Linked DNA regions of Mus musculus: all the other regions are linked to region 1. The links are chromatin contacts, called in public Hi-C, HiChIP or PLAC-seq and promoter capture Hi-C maps. All regions are on one chromosome and are shown on one strand. The core of a region is the stretch at or near the end of the contact, and the rest is flanking DNA. Distances in the headings are between cores, read along the strand shown. Region 1 holds the start of Arc (activity regulated cytoskeletal-associated protein). Region 2 has its middle 9.0 kb from the start of Gpr20. Region 3 holds the start of Ly6h (lymphocyte antigen 6 complex, locus H). Region 4 holds the start of Ly6g2 (lymphocyte antigen 6 complex, locus G2).

The links. Promoter capture Hi-C pulls out the DNA fragments that hold promoters and counts their contacts. A called contact is a pair of places that touch in the nucleus more often than the background predicts. HiChIP or PLAC-seq counts read pairs in DNA pulled down with a chosen protein or histone mark.
Region 2: a promoter capture Hi-C map of neural stem cells shows a contact between it and region 1. The contact joins the enhancer-like site here to the promoter of Arc in region 1. A contact is called at or near these places in 4 of 39 promoter capture datasets (embryonic stem cells, hippocampal neurons, neural stem cells and 1 more), 2 of 484 Hi-C or Micro-C datasets (CD4 T cells and the N1E-115 cell line) and 5 of 115 datasets of contacts at active chromatin or transcription factors (double positive thymocytes, embryonic forebrain, embryonic stem cells and 2 more).
Region 3: a Hi-C map of cortical neurons shows a contact between it and region 1. The contact joins the promoter of Ly6h here to the promoter of Arc in region 1. A contact is called at or near these places in 1 of 39 promoter capture datasets (pre-B cells), 1 of 484 Hi-C or Micro-C datasets (cortical neurons) and 2 of 115 datasets of contacts at active chromatin or transcription factors (embryonic stem cells and stem cell-derived neural progenitor cells).
Region 4: a contact with region 1 is called in a FOXA1 HiChIP or PLAC-seq map of pancreatic cancer cells. The contact joins the promoter of Ly6g2 here to the promoter of Arc in region 1. A contact is called at or near these places in 2 of 39 promoter capture datasets (cranial neural crest and pre-B cells), 1 of 115 datasets of contacts at active chromatin or transcription factors (pancreatic cancer cells) and 1 of 9 other capture datasets (liver).

The regions. Positions count from the first base shown.
Region 1 is chr15:74,670,680-74,674,137 of GRCm38.p6, forward strand. Arc (activity regulated cytoskeletal-associated protein) reads right to left here and starts at 1,891. Exons shown (of 3, transcript NM_018790.3): 1 at 1-1,891. The coding sequence starts at 1,693. The coding sequence ends at 503. Gm32994 (a long non-coding RNA gene) reads left to right here and starts at 2,334. Exons shown (of 5, transcript XR_003951652.1): 1 at 2,334-2,744.
Region 2 is chr15:73,714,806-73,718,263 of GRCm38.p6, forward strand. No RefSeq gene overlaps it. Among named protein-coding and RNA genes, the nearest start is that of Gpr20, 9.0 kb to the left of the region's middle. Within about 2 kb of position 1,691, at least 18 of the 459 cell types and tissues checked have an H3K27ac peak or open chromatin away from gene starts, as enhancers often do. A contact at or near this core is called in hippocampal neurons and neural stem cells, where this site is marked.
Region 3 is chr15:75,565,617-75,569,074 of GRCm38.p6, forward strand. It overlaps Ly6h (lymphocyte antigen 6 complex, locus H), which reads right to left and starts at 1,566. Exons shown (of 4, transcript NM_011837.3): 1 at 1,147-1,566; 2 at 516-643; 3 at 1-83. The coding sequence starts at 1,148.
Region 4 is chr15:75,214,592-75,218,049 of GRCm38.p6, forward strand. It overlaps Ly6g2 (lymphocyte antigen 6 complex, locus G2), which reads left to right and starts at 1,787. Exons shown (of 5, transcript NM_001371105.1): 1 at 1,787-1,821; 2 at 2,093-2,163; 3 at 3,124-3,240. The coding sequence starts at 2,094.

The sequences.
Region 1 (3,458 bases), core at 641-3,140:
GCAGCTAGGGTACCAGCTGGATCTGCTGTGTCTGCAGGAGTGGGCTGCATCCCCGGAAGTTGAGGTTCCCTCAGCATCTCTGCTTTAGCATCTGCCCTAGGATGTCCCCTGGGTTTTGGTGCCTACTTTTTGTTGCCTTTCAGACACTTGGTTTCTTGATTACCCAAAGAGCCCTGGACACTGGAGCAGAATGAGGAAGCCAGATCGTGTTCTGTGATGGTCTGAGAGTGTAGAGGGTGAGGCCAATGGGGCTGGGGGCCAGGACCAGGGCAGACAGATGAGGGGTAGGCGGCAGGTGGGAGCCCTATGGGAAAGGGGCTTCTTGATGTTCAGTCCATGTAGCATGGTTGTGTGGCAGTTGTGAGTCAGGCCAGGTCAGTGGGTGAGTAGATGTCTGGCTGGACAGGGCATCCCTTTGGGAGTCAGCCCCAGCTCAAGTCCTAGTTGGCAAAAGCCACAGGCTGGGTGTGGCAGGCGGGCTGGGGACCCTGGGCTGGCCCCTCTATTCAGGCTGGGTCCTGTCACTGGCTACTGACTCGCTGGTAAGAGCAGGTGTGAGTGCCTCCGTCTCATCCTCTGTGGGCAGTGGGGTGCCAGAAGGCTCAGCTGCCTGCTCCAGGCCGTCCTGCACTTCCATACCCCTCTGGATAAGCTGCTCCAGGGTCTTGGGGAGTGGGTGGCGCAGAAAGCGCTTGAGTTTGGGCTGCAGGGTGCCCACCACATACTGAATGATCTCCTCCTCCTCAGCGTCCACATACAGTGTCTGGTACAGGTCCCGCTTGCGCCAGAGGAACTGGTCGAGTGGTTCACCCTGCTTCTGCGGCAGCTCCAGCTCCCGCTGAATGGCTTCACGGGAGAGTGTACCCTCACTGTATTGCAGAAACTCCTTCTTGAACTCCACCCAGTTCTTCACCGAGCCCTGCTTGAACTCCCACCACTTCTTGGCTGGCCCATTCATGTGGTTCTGGATCTGGGACAGCCAATATTCTTCAGAGCCACCCACCTGCCGCAGGTACTCTTCCAGGTGGCTCAGGAACTCCCGTGGGTCCTCGAAGATCTGTGTATCCACACCAGGGCTCGGTTGCCCATCCTCACCTGGCCCCCAAGACTGATATTGCTGAGCCTCAACTGACTCCTGTTCAGGCAGTTCTCCTGCGGCAGGTGGCGGGGTGATGGCATAGGGGCTAACGGTATAGTCATAGCCATCAGCTTCCTGGCAGTAGGGCTCTGGACCCCCCACACCTACAGAGACAGTGTGGCGGGCCGGCTCGCTGCCCACTGGGTATTTGCCGCCCATGGACTCCAGGCGGTCAGCCCACCTCTCCAGACGGTAGAAGACCTCCCTCCACACGTGCATCTCACGCTTGACCCAGCGCTCCAGGTTGGCGATGGTCTCCTGGCAGCGGCAAAGACAGGCCTTGATGGACTTCTTCCAGCGCTGTGAGTCGCCGGTGGGCACGTAGCCGTCCAAGTTGTTCTCCAGCTTGCCCACCGACCTGTGCAACCCTTTCAGCTCTCGCTCCACCTGCTTGGACACTTCGGTCAACAGATGCCGGTGGGTCCTCCGTACGTGTTCCAGCATCTCAGCTCGGCACTTACCAATCTGCAGGATCACATTGGGTTTGGCGGCCGGCCCACCCCGCGGGGCAGGGTAGGCGTGGAGGCCGCCGGTGGTCATATGGTCCAGCTCCATCTGGTCGTCGGTGCTGCGGCTCCGAACAGGCTAAGAACTCCTCTGAGGCAGAAGCCGGAAGGGAGCAGAGCCGGCGGCTGCAGCGGCAGTGGCAGGTGTGCGGTGCCGGAGGAGCTTAGCGAGTGTGGCAGGCTCGTCGCCGCTGAAGCTAGAGAGGCCCAGAGACTGCGGCTGCGGGAGAACTCGCTTGAGCTCTGCACCGAAACCGCCACCAGCGGCTATTTATGCTGCGCGGGGCCCGTGGGCGGCAGCTCGTGGAGCCCTGGCTCCCATTGGCGGCGCCCAGGCTCCGCGCCAGAGCCCGCCCGCGCCCTCTCCTGCCGCAGGCCCCGCCTTCCGCGCCTACTCGCTCCCCTCCCGTGGGTGCCCTCAAGGACCCGCCCCTTCACAGCCCCGAGTGACTAATGTGCTCTGCTGCGCGCCTCCCACCGGGAGGGATTTTGGGGACCGGAGACACTCTCCTCTACCTAGTCCTGGGCAGCGAGGATGAGGCTAAGGCAGGTTATTACCTACTGTTTGCCCTGGGGCCTCATGATCTCTTTTCTTAGGGAGCAGCTGGACGTTACCCCTCTGAATCTTTGATGCGCCCATCCTGACTCTTGCCCATCCTGACCACACAGTATGCAACTTCAGAAGTGCCTGGTAGGAATCTCTCACTCCAAACCCTTCTATCCTCAGCTGCCTTTGGTTAGCGGGACACACACACACACACACACACACACACACACACACACACACACCTACTTCCTGCCCAACCTTGCCCCAAGAGTCATAAGTCCAAATCCTAGCCTGGTCCAATATTGTTCGGGAACTCCACTCAGGCAAGGCTTTTTCTGGACCCCTTCATAGGTTTGTGGACACTGAGTGGCCCTGTCTGTGTGTCAGTGGCTGAACAGGGCCGCAGTGCCCTGAAACAGATGTATCACTTGAACCTGTACAGACACTGGGGTAGGGCATAGGGATATCAAGATGTGTAGGCAACATTGCTGAACCCTGAAGTCCCTAGGACCCAGCCACAACTGGACCAGAAGCTTCTCAAGCCTTCCAAGAGGTTAGTCCGGAGGAAGGAGGGAGGGAGAAGGAGGAAGGAGGGGAAGGAGCCTGCAGAGGAAAGCAAGATGCCATATAAGGAATGGGGCTCCGGAAGCTGAGATTCCCTCTAGAGGGAGGCCCCTTCCGATTCCCTGGCAACAGCCAACAGCGCTGTGGTGCAGTGGGGGAGGGCATCCTTCTTGACTTACACCAAGCCAGAAACACAGGTCTAGGTCTCCCATTTCCTGATGTTACTTGGGGACATATCACTGCCCACAGCAGAAGCCTACAGGGGCCCACAGACACATGGTGCCTGCAAGAACCCCCTTTCCTCTCTGCCAGCTCCCCCTCTCTCACACTCATACATACACACTGAACACTCATACCAACCAGCACTTAGCCCACTCACACCCTTCCATGTAGACTCATGCCCCCCACTCACGGCCCTCTCTGTGGACTCATGCCCCCCACTCATGGCCTTCCACACACACACCAGTGGCCCCCACTTGTAATCCACGTGTACTCACATCTCAGCTTCTCCCACCCCACTTTTGCTCACACACCTACAGAACTCTCCTAACCTCATATCCCTCAGAGCCCCCTCCTCTGTTTTCAAGAAGCTTTGGGGAGCCCTGCCTCTCTTAGAGCCAACCTGTCCCCCCTCCCCCCCCCCTCCACACACACACCCAGGGCTTCCATCCCTGAGAGGAATGTCTTTCTGGGGGAAAAAAAA
Region 2 (3,458 bases), core at 441-2,940, 960 kb before region 1:
CAGGTACCTTGGCCCAGCACAGGAAACTGGGGGCAAATTGTGCCCAAAGACTTTTGATGCTTGAATCTCCAGGAAAGCAGGCCAATCTGGCTTCTAGCAGGGGAGTCTTTGCTTTTGGCCACTGAGTCTCTGTGGCGGGGCTTGGTGATGTCTCAGGACATCTGGTGACAAATTCTGGAATCTGGTTTCCTCTGCTTCCTCCAAGTCTGAGGACACAGCGGTCTAACCTGAACTCACTGGGTCCTTGGCTTCTGCTCTGACCTAGCCCTTCTAACTATCATCCAGGGCAGAAGATAGGGGACTTGGATGGCGTTGGGAGCCTGGAGATTGGTTTTGCATAGATGCTTCCTGTTCTGCTAGGAGAGAGGAAAGATGGGGCAGAACACGTGTCAGGCCCTGAGTCTGGCGCACAGCGGCCACTCAGCAGTCGTCAGCTCTAACTCCAGATCCATGAACTAGCACACCCATCCCCAGCCCCTGAAGGTTTCCCCACGCTTTGGGGAAAGCCAAGCAAGACATGTCAGTGTTAGGTTTCAAACCTGGCACAAAGGGCTAACTGAGGTGTCTCTTTAACATATCACAGCAGGCCTGGCTGACACGTTCTCCCAGCATCCCTCAGCCCCTGTGCGTTACAAGGTATGGCTAGCATACCCCACCCCTTAGCCTAAACTTCTCCAGCCCAGAAGTTGAGATGCCCTTCCCCCAGCTGCCCTTTGGTATACAATCCAGCCATTTTGGTTACCTGGCCTGTTTGCTCTACTCTTTCCTCTTCTGACTCTCCCCTTTCTCCTCCCCTGTCTTCTCACATGGTCCAATTCAGGATCATGTCCACTCTGGACTCTCCCAGCTGTCCTTCCCTGTGACTATACTCTCCCTTTGTTCTACAATAAATCTTCTCCATCCGAACAAGGAATAGTCATGTTCTCTCTCTCTCTCTCTCTCTCTCTCTCTCTCTCTCTCTCTCTCTTTCTTTTCTTCATTCGGTCAGGTGGCACCTGAAACCCCATGCCATCTAGGTATCTTGCTAGGGTGCCAACTGTGTGGTCCCAACCAACTTTGTCATGGCCAGCTGCCAGCACACCCCCTTCATGCCTCTGTACCTTACAGGTGCTGTTCCTGCGCCAGCCCTTCCCACCTTCACTGGCCTGAAACCTCCTGTGTGTCCTAGGCTAATGTCACCCAGACCTGTGAGTCTGCCACTCTTGGGGACGTAGTGCATGGCCTGCCAACTCTTAAGAAGCATCCTTAGATGATACTGGATGACCTGGGGTGCTTGTACCCCAGATCAGATGGTGACCCCTTCTCAACAGCATTTTATAGTTCAGCCTTGCAAGCTAGCAGATCAAGGGAGAGGCCAGTTTGAACCCTCTGATTGATAGGGCAGGGCAATCCTAGTTATCAAGAGGCTAAGATAGGAAGAACATAAGTTTGAGGCTGTGAGATCCTGTTTCAAAACACTAACCAACCATGGTCCTCTCATGGCAGAGATTGCTACTCTCTGGGCTATGTTTTCTGGAAACAAGAGCACAGGCTCCCCTAAAAAAGGCTTGATGGAAGGAGGTCAGCTTCTCTATGGAGGGGACGACGAGAGTGATTTGCCATCACTGGGGTGCCTTCAGTCTCTATAGCTCCGGAGAGCCATGCGACCCTCTGGTGGCAAGTGCTTACAAGTGCAGAGGGCATTTGGCCTCTCGGAGCTCCTGTCCCTGAGTTCCCCCTGCTGGAGACTCGGGAAATGGGAACGAGGTGTAGGTCCTACGCTTCAGCACAGGGAGAGAGAATCATCTTCAGGTTCCAGAGGTCAGAGATTGAGTTTTTTCTTCTGTATTCTTGTGCCCCCGCCCCAGGGATGAGGCTTCAGTTGTCCTTAGCCTGGACCTCCGTGTCTGTCCCCGTCCCTCCCAAACCTCCCCCGCACTCCTGCCCCCCCCCCCCCCGGCGGGGCTGGCTACTGTTTTCCCACAGGCTTCCTCCAGGGGGCGCCCATACCCAGCAGGTACAGCCACCCGCTAGGGTCCTTTGTTGGGTACTACAGGTTTTCCAAATCCTGGGTCAATGGATTGTCTGTCCGTCTGCCCTCTGTGGAGTCTTGTTTGGATGCCTGAGGCATTCTGTGTCACCCCATTCCCCGAAGCTTCCTGCTGTACTCCCCAGTCTATCTGAATGTTGCCCCGGAGTCATATCAGCGTTCTTCTTCTCTTCCTTCTACCATTTGAGGGGCCGGGGAAGAGGATAAGGGGTGGGGTGTGGGACCAGGGAAAGAGGTAGGGGATGAGGAGCGGTACTGGGGTCGAGACTCGAGGGGACCACGACAGAGGACCATGGTCCAGTCACCAGTCCCTCCATTGTTCTCTCTCCCCTGTATCTTGCTCCTCCTGACCATTTCAGAGGCCCTAATCTAACTTGGTCAGAACAGCAGAGCAAACAAATGACAAGTTCTGTTTTCCATTTCAACCAAATCACAAACTTCCTGTTATCCTCCACAGAGGACTAGAAACCCCAAGGCAGAAACAGGGCTGTTCTGCTCTGGAATAGAGTGGTCATTGCCGGGCAGCCTAGTCATGGTCTGAAAGGCCCTTATTTAACACACAGAGGGCCTACCACTGCTGAGGCCAAAGGGGAGGGGTGGTTAGAGGTGTAGGGTCATGTCCCTCTCCCCTCCAGGCATCTGGAGGTGCTGCGGGCTGACGCAGGCCTGCTTCAGGTTGCCTTCCACGCACCGTCAAGCAAGGAAAAGTCTGTGACACTTCCTGGGCCCATAGGTTCAGCCCAGGGCTGGCTGTGCCTGAGGATGGGCACATCAGGGACCCCAACTAAGAATTTTCAGGGACCATTTTATACAACACACACACACACACACACACACTCACACACTCACACACACACTCACACACTCACACACACACACACACACACACTCACTCACACACACACACACTCACTCACTCACACACACACACACACTCACACACACACACATACTCACACTCACACACACACACACACACACACACTCACACACACACTCACACACACACACACACACACACACACACACACACACACACACTCACACACATATATTTGTTGTTGTTTTGGTTAAGATTTTCCCCTCTGGTTCTTTATTTTATGTATGTGAGTACACTGCAGCTGTCTCCAGACACACCAGAAGAGGGCACCAGATTCCATTACAGGTGGTTGTGAGCCACCATGTGGTTGCTGGAAATTGAACTCAGGACCTCTGGGAGAGCAGTCAGTGCTCTTAATCACTGAGCCATCTCTTCAGCCCTTTCCCTCTGGTTCTTATGTAGCGTGTTTCCTCATATTACAGAAAAGCATCTAAGTCATTTGACTGTATCTTGTCTTCCTGTCACCACATTTGACCCTCACGACGGGGTTCCTTCCTGTTCTCTGATAGCCCAGCTTGTACTTCATCACCCCACCCCACACCTGGCGTA
Region 3 (3,458 bases), core at 316-2,815, 890 kb after region 1:
AACGGTATCGGTGGGCTGGCACTGCTTCGGAGCGCAATGGCTGGAATTGGCCAGGGTGCAGTCCTGGCACCACAGGCCATGGGCTAGGCAGGGCATGAGAGAGGGATAACCAGGGGAACCCGAGTCTGGACAGCCAGACCCTACACCCCCTCTTCCCCAACCTGCTGCAGCTATCACGGCAGAACCATGCTCACAGAAGAGTTCACTCCCACAAGACCCAGAGTGGGCCTCCAGGTTGACCCTGTGCTGTGCCTACACATCCTGCCTCCCGCATCCTCTTACTCCTACACACAGCACCCCCAAAGATAGGTAGGTTCCAAGACAGGAAAGGTCCACCCGACTTAATAGGAAGCTCGCTGAACCTCTGAGAATGAGGGACATCTGCGCAGTACTAGAAGAAAGGTGGAAAGGCGCTGGATGCCCTCGAGTGTGGGGAGAGCCCCCGGTGGCTGGAGCTGAGATCTAAGAGTGGTGCTTCCCGTGATATGACCCCTCCCCGCGGGCCCCCGACTCACCCGGCGAGGGGCAGAGAAGCAAGGCCAGCAGCGCCAGACCGAGGCTCTTCATGGCTGCAGGCAGCATGCTCCGATAGGGCCTGAAAGAGGCGCGGGGGCTGCAGGCGGGGGTCCTCTGGGGCGCAGGCCTGGAGGGGAATAGCCTCGGTCAGAGGACCCAACCCTAAACACCCTTCCCTTTTCTGGCCTGAAGATGTAACCATCCCCCAGGAATCAAAAGCGCGCGGGGGGGGGGGGGGAGGTCCAGGAGCTCGCAATGCCCCACCCCCAACCCATCACCGGGAGCATCCACCATCACAGCCTCCCCTCCAGGGAAAAGAGGTCTGCCCTCTCCGGTGAGGTGGCCACCCGAGGTCCCCGCAGCCTTCGCCCTGCACCTGCGTGGGGAGATTGTCTTCTCTCCCCAAGGAGCTGTAGGTGCGTCCGGACAGGAAAAGCGGGAGGAGGGAGCGCACCTTACCTGCCGGCGGGGGAGGGTTGCGCGCCGCGTCCCCGTCCTCGTCCCCACCCCTGGGCTGGGGGGCCGGGAACCCCGCGCCGAGTCCCCTCCCCTGGTCCCCGCGCGCGCGCCTCGGCGCTCACCGCGAATCGGGGCGTGGAGTGCGGGCCTCGGGGTGGGGGGCGCACTCACATCCCTGGGGTGTCCGCACTCCGGGCTCAGCGGCGGGCACGGCGCGGGGAGCGATGCCCTTCGGTCTCCCTGCGGACCGGAACCGGGGCGCAGCTTCGTCTTTCGGGGAACGCAGCCGCAGACGCGGACCCCGCGCGAGGGGCGGGGCGGAACCGGGGCGGGGGCCTCGCACAGCTGGGAGACGCGCGGGGTGGGGGGCGCCCAGGGCTGGAGGCCACTCAGCAGGTCGCCCTACCCGGCCTCGGCGCCTTTCGTCCGCGCGCAACGCCCCTTCTAGGTCTCCCGCTCCTGCTCCCGCCGCAGCAGCCCCCCACCCTTTTCCACCTCCCTACCCGGCGTGGGAGGATCCTCCCACTCTGCTTGGCCGAGGTCCCTTGCAGATTCTCGGAAGAGCTTTGGCTGCTAAAGGAAGCAAAATGCACAAAGACGCAGCGAAAGAGGGAAGCGGAGAGGTAGGGCTGTGGGGTTCAGACGCCCAGCCTTGGGGCTCCTCCCTCCCCAGCATCCACCTCGCATCCGATAGTTCCAGCCAATTCTACTCCTAAGAGTGCCCATGACGACGCCCACCGGCAACTCAGCCCTAGGGACTTTTGTTACCAACCACACCCACACACAGAGATGACAATCCTGGCCCCTGTGTAAGGATCACACCAGGTTCACACCTTGGGCTCCTGCTCCCCCCCTGCCCTTCCAGCTCTCTTGGGCTCAGGGTAAGCCACAGCTCCCTTCGCTCCCTTGTCACACAGGAGGAAAGGTGTTCCGTGTTCAAAACCCTAGGCCCTGGAAAAAGCAGCTAGCACACCTTGGATTCTGCCCGCCCGCCCCACCCCCACCACAGAACCTCATACCAGACAAATGACTGTCACTAATACCAAGTCCTTGCTAGATGTGACAACCTCTGCTGTCAGTCTGAGCGTATAGTCTGTTCTCTTTGATCTAAACAGCACATTATAGATGCATGTTGCCTTGGTGTCTCGGTGTTGAGTTACAGGTAAGGAGAACACTTAGCAATAGAGCCTCCTCCTGCCCAGGGTCACACAAGTCACCAGGTGATCAAACAGCGTGAGCACTTGAGTAGTTCACAAGTGCTGAGGAATAGAGGGACTAGACACTTTGAAGAAGGGATCTAGATGAAGAGAGTGCCGAGGATAAGAATTAGTTCATACACAATTCTCTGCAAAAGAAGTCCCGCACTCCACTCCATTGTGGAGCCCAGAGCCAGCCTGCCATCAGACTGGGGTGAGAGCAGCTGTGCCTGAGCCTGCACTCAGGTTGACAGGCTGAGCTATAGTATGGATTCTTGCAGAGCAGAGGCTTGGTGAGGCTTCTAGGTAAGAAGTGTTTTTAGGGGAGTAAATGGTCCTTGAACCCCTGTTCATCATGCCGCAGCTTGAAAAGGCAGGCGGCCTGACTAGATTTCCCTCAACACTAACAAACCTCCTCGAACACAAAGCCAATGTGCTTATTAAGACATGCTAGAAGAAGAAACACACAACCCCAAGCCAAACCGCAAGTTTACCTGACAGAAAGAAACTTCGCTCACATGAAAAAAGACCAATGCAGGCCTTAAAAGGACTCCCAGGAAAAGGAGGTGATCACTGAAAAAGAAATCTGGGGGGGCGGGGGGGAAGCAACAAACACCCTACATGTCACACCCTTTTATTTACATGAAATGCCCCAAAGTGTAAGAATCCAACAAAGACAGAAAGATTAGCCAAGTACAGGGAGGGAAAGGAATGACCGGCTTGGGACACGACTAATCATTTTGTAGTAATGAAATGCCCTAAAATTAGATTCTGGTGATGGATACACAACTTTATTAATACACTAAAAGTCACTGAAATGTATTCAATAAAGAATGAGTTGTGTGGTATGTGATATATTGTATCTTAATAAAGTTGATGTTTAAAAAAGAAAAACAACTTAGCACAGAGTTAAATTAGCCAGCAAATTAGACACAGATGAAGAGGGAATTTATGAGCTGGAAGACAAATTTGAAGAAATCATCAGGAAAGGCTAAGGATATAATTCAGTGGTAGGACTCCTGCCCACAAGAGATCAATGATGTAACACAAAATAAGAAGTTTAGAACCACAAAAGATTGTGTGCAGAGAGCTAAGAAAAGTCTAATTGAAATTCCAGTGATGGTGTTTAGAGACAGTCTACTTAAAATAAGTCAGAACTGGTGAAAGATAAGTGTTGGTAGAGATTCTGATGTATAATAAGCAAAATAACAAATGATGATTTACCTAAGCACAACATAGCAAAATTGCAGCCCACCAAAGACAGGAAAACCTAGAAAATAGAGAAGA
Region 4 (3,458 bases), core at 537-3,036, 540 kb after region 1:
TCTAAGAGCCCAGGAAACAGTGTGTAATGTGAGGGCCTGACTGCTCTAAGGTATGGTTGAGGGGAAGGCTTTACTGAAGATGTGAAGGAGAGTACAGCTAGAGGCATCTGGAGGAGTTCGGAAAAGAGTAGACCAAACATGCCATGGGTGGGTGGGGGGGGGAGTGATGGAGGATGAAAAAGAGAGGAAGACAAAAGGAGAGAGCAAAAGGAAGGGGGGGGGACAAGAAGGTTCATGGTTCAAATGGCAGGGTTATATAGGAATGAGAAGCAAGGGATGTTTAGGACAGGGGTCAGGTGAGAACAGCTGAGAGGAGCCACAGGTACTGAGGGAGCCTGAAGGCCAGGGCCTGTCTTGGTATGCCAGTAGGTACCACAGAGTGCCACTTGTCCCTTCTGATAGCAATGATGAATGACTGGTTTGGGAAAGAAGGAAATGGGTGCCAGAATTTGGGAGAGTGGCAGTCCCTTTGACCCTGACAAGTAGGAAGTGTTCTCATACCTATGAAATCTTGACAGCATGGCTGCCTAAACAAGACTTGGCTCCAGATAACAAAAACAGACAGACCCGCTATCACAGAAGGGTAAACCTTGTAGGTCCCAGCCTTAGACAAAGAACTGCAGGTACCAAAAAGTAATTGTGAGAGTTAAACAGTCTTCCATGGGGAAGAGCTCCCAAACTAAGGCCAAGTACTCAGCTCTGAAATCAGATTCCTACAACTAACATTATACAGCCTGAGCACCTTGTATTTATATAGTCAGGAACATATGTGTTCAAGTGTTTTTGTTTGGGGATAACAACAATAAAATAAAATTTGGGAGTCCAAGTGGGTTATATGGGAGGAAAGGAAGGGGGAAATGATGTAACAGCTTAATTTAAAAATATTTTAAAAATTTAAAAGCACATGAGAATATGAATGCTATTACATATGGTGAAAACATAATTCTTTTTAAAAGTAAGGTATATTCTTTTTAAACAATTCAGGAGATCACACTCCCTATACATTAGATTTGAATCCATCTGTGATATTATTTAGACAACTATTTCTCACTAGTCTTTTTATTCTTGGTAAGGAAGCTATCTGGACATCATCGGCCCACTATTGTTGTAACTTAGAAGTCAAATTATAGTTAAATCTCTTCCCCCCACCCTGCTCTAATATCCATCAGAGAGGGGCTTTGTGCCGTGATCTAGCCACTCCAACAGGTACCAAAGTATCTGCAAGCCATCTCTCATCTCTCAAACCCAGCCTTCAAGACTAAAAGGAAAAAATAATGAGAAAGAATCTGTGGACTTTAGTTCCAACAATGTAAACTGCCCGTTTCTCTGGCTTCCTCTCCCCTCTGCCTAGGGCTTGTAAAAGATAGGAGAGAACCTAATCAGACGTGCCTAACATCTGACCTAAGAGGAAAGTCTAAAGTGCATCCCGAATCTTATAGAAGTGAATAGAAAGGAGCCAGCCGCTGTGAGAAAGGCATGAGAGGTTGTAGGTTCACAAACATTTGCCCCCTTACCTTGCTTTCTGAATGGCAAGCACAAGTCACCTGTGGCCCCTGCTCTTCTGACATCCTAGTCCTCCTGAATAATGGTCCCGCCCCAACTGAGTGGTTGTCCCTCACCAACTGATATAAATCTAGCTGACTAGGTCACCAACAAACCATGCTATCTCTTACAAAATAAACATGATGGTCAGAAGGAAGTAAGTACTGAAGCCCCTCCCTTTTCAGGAATCCAGCTGGGAGGAGCTGGGGAAAGAGTAAAGTACTTCAGTCCACATCTGATTGACCTTTCCACTGTGCCTGCAACCTGGTCCGGGAGGAAGTAAGGACTGGTGTCAGGAGGGAGCTGCTAGGTGACAAAGGGAAGAGCCCTCAGGATAGGGCTGTGGTGGGAGTGTGGGATTATGAAGGAAACGCTGGGTGGGTGGTGGGTGAGAGAAGTAGACAGACATGTATTCCTTGGTGAAAGCTGTGTGGGGGTTGGAGGGAGGGAAGATTGGATGCCTGAGCTCTGTGAGAGCCCAGGGATGTGATTGGTGATTTATTAACTGGCTCCAACTTCCAAGGTTTTATCTGTGTACCCTTTCTCCAAGGATGGACAGTTCTCATGCTACAAGGACCTGTGTGTTCATCCTTCTTGTGGCCCTATTGTGTGCAGAAGGAGGTGAGATGGAAAATGGGAGAGGAGCAGGAGGGTACAATGGAGATGGAAAAGGGCCTCAGGGTTGTAGGTACTCCTATTGTGTGCCCAGGACCCTGGGTATGCTGTGGCCAGTCGACTGGGGATTTGCTTGTGGTGGGTGAAGCCTCCTGTGCTGGGGTGCTTTACTGGGTCTGTAAACCAGACCCTGCTTTGCAACAATCAAAACATGCCAGAAGGACTCTTGGACCTCACTACCTGTGCCAGGAACCCTGGCCACCAGAGCAGTCTGTCCTTAGACTCTACCCTGCTGCCCTGGCCTCCCAGTCAGGACACTGGCCTGTGTGCACACAAACTGGCAGAGCCTTCTTTTCCTCCCAGCTGCCAAGTTAAGTGGTGTGGAATCCTTAATGCCTGACATTTGGCTTTTCCTTTTGCCCCAGCCAATGAGACCTGAATGCCAGAACTTCACAACTCTAAGAGCTCTGAGCTCTCAGATGCCTCTATACTTCTAGTCACATCTTTATTTGGGGAAGCCTCATAGTGAGCCTCAGCTTTGAGCTGGACAGTGGGAAGTTATGTGATCTGTCATGGGCCAATAACCAGGGGCCAGCTCTGCATGTTAAGGGTGGGACAGGTCAGAAGAGCCCTCTCCATCTGAGGGCCCCAGTAACTACTTACACACCCACTCACAGGTTCAGCAGACATTTGGTATCTATGTCTTCCCAATATGGTGAATGTGTCTCAAATACCTCTAGGGGTGCAGGTCTCTTCTGTGGGGCTGGCTAGTTGAGACAGCAGTACAGAGCACATTTGAACAATGGATGCTCTTGTTTTGCTTTTGCTTTTCGTGGAGGTGAATGGGCAGCAATGTCCTTGCTCTGTTCTAGTGGCCAGCAGCTGTGTGGACTTAAAGACATTGAGAGGACATGTTTGGCCTAGGAAGGGCATGCCCTAGCACTCATGTATTGTCTTCTTTCTCAGCTCAGGGGCTGGAGTGCTACTGTTGCCTGGGGGTCCCACTTGAGACTTCCTGCAAAACAATGACCTGCCCCTACTCTGATGGATTCTGTGTTACTCAGGAAGAAGAAGTTATTGTGGGTATGTGCCCTGTGGCCTATAAAAGGTGGCTGAGTGTGGCTTTGGAGCAAATGTTGGGTCTGTTACTTGTGGACCATGGTTTCCCTCCCTCCAAGTACAGCTTTCCTGTGATTGAAGTGAGACTCCTGCAATGTGGGGAACGTTGGAGTCCAGGGATGTGCTGAAATGTGGATTTTAAAGCAGGGCTGCCCATTTGCATGGATGGTGTTCATCTGTCA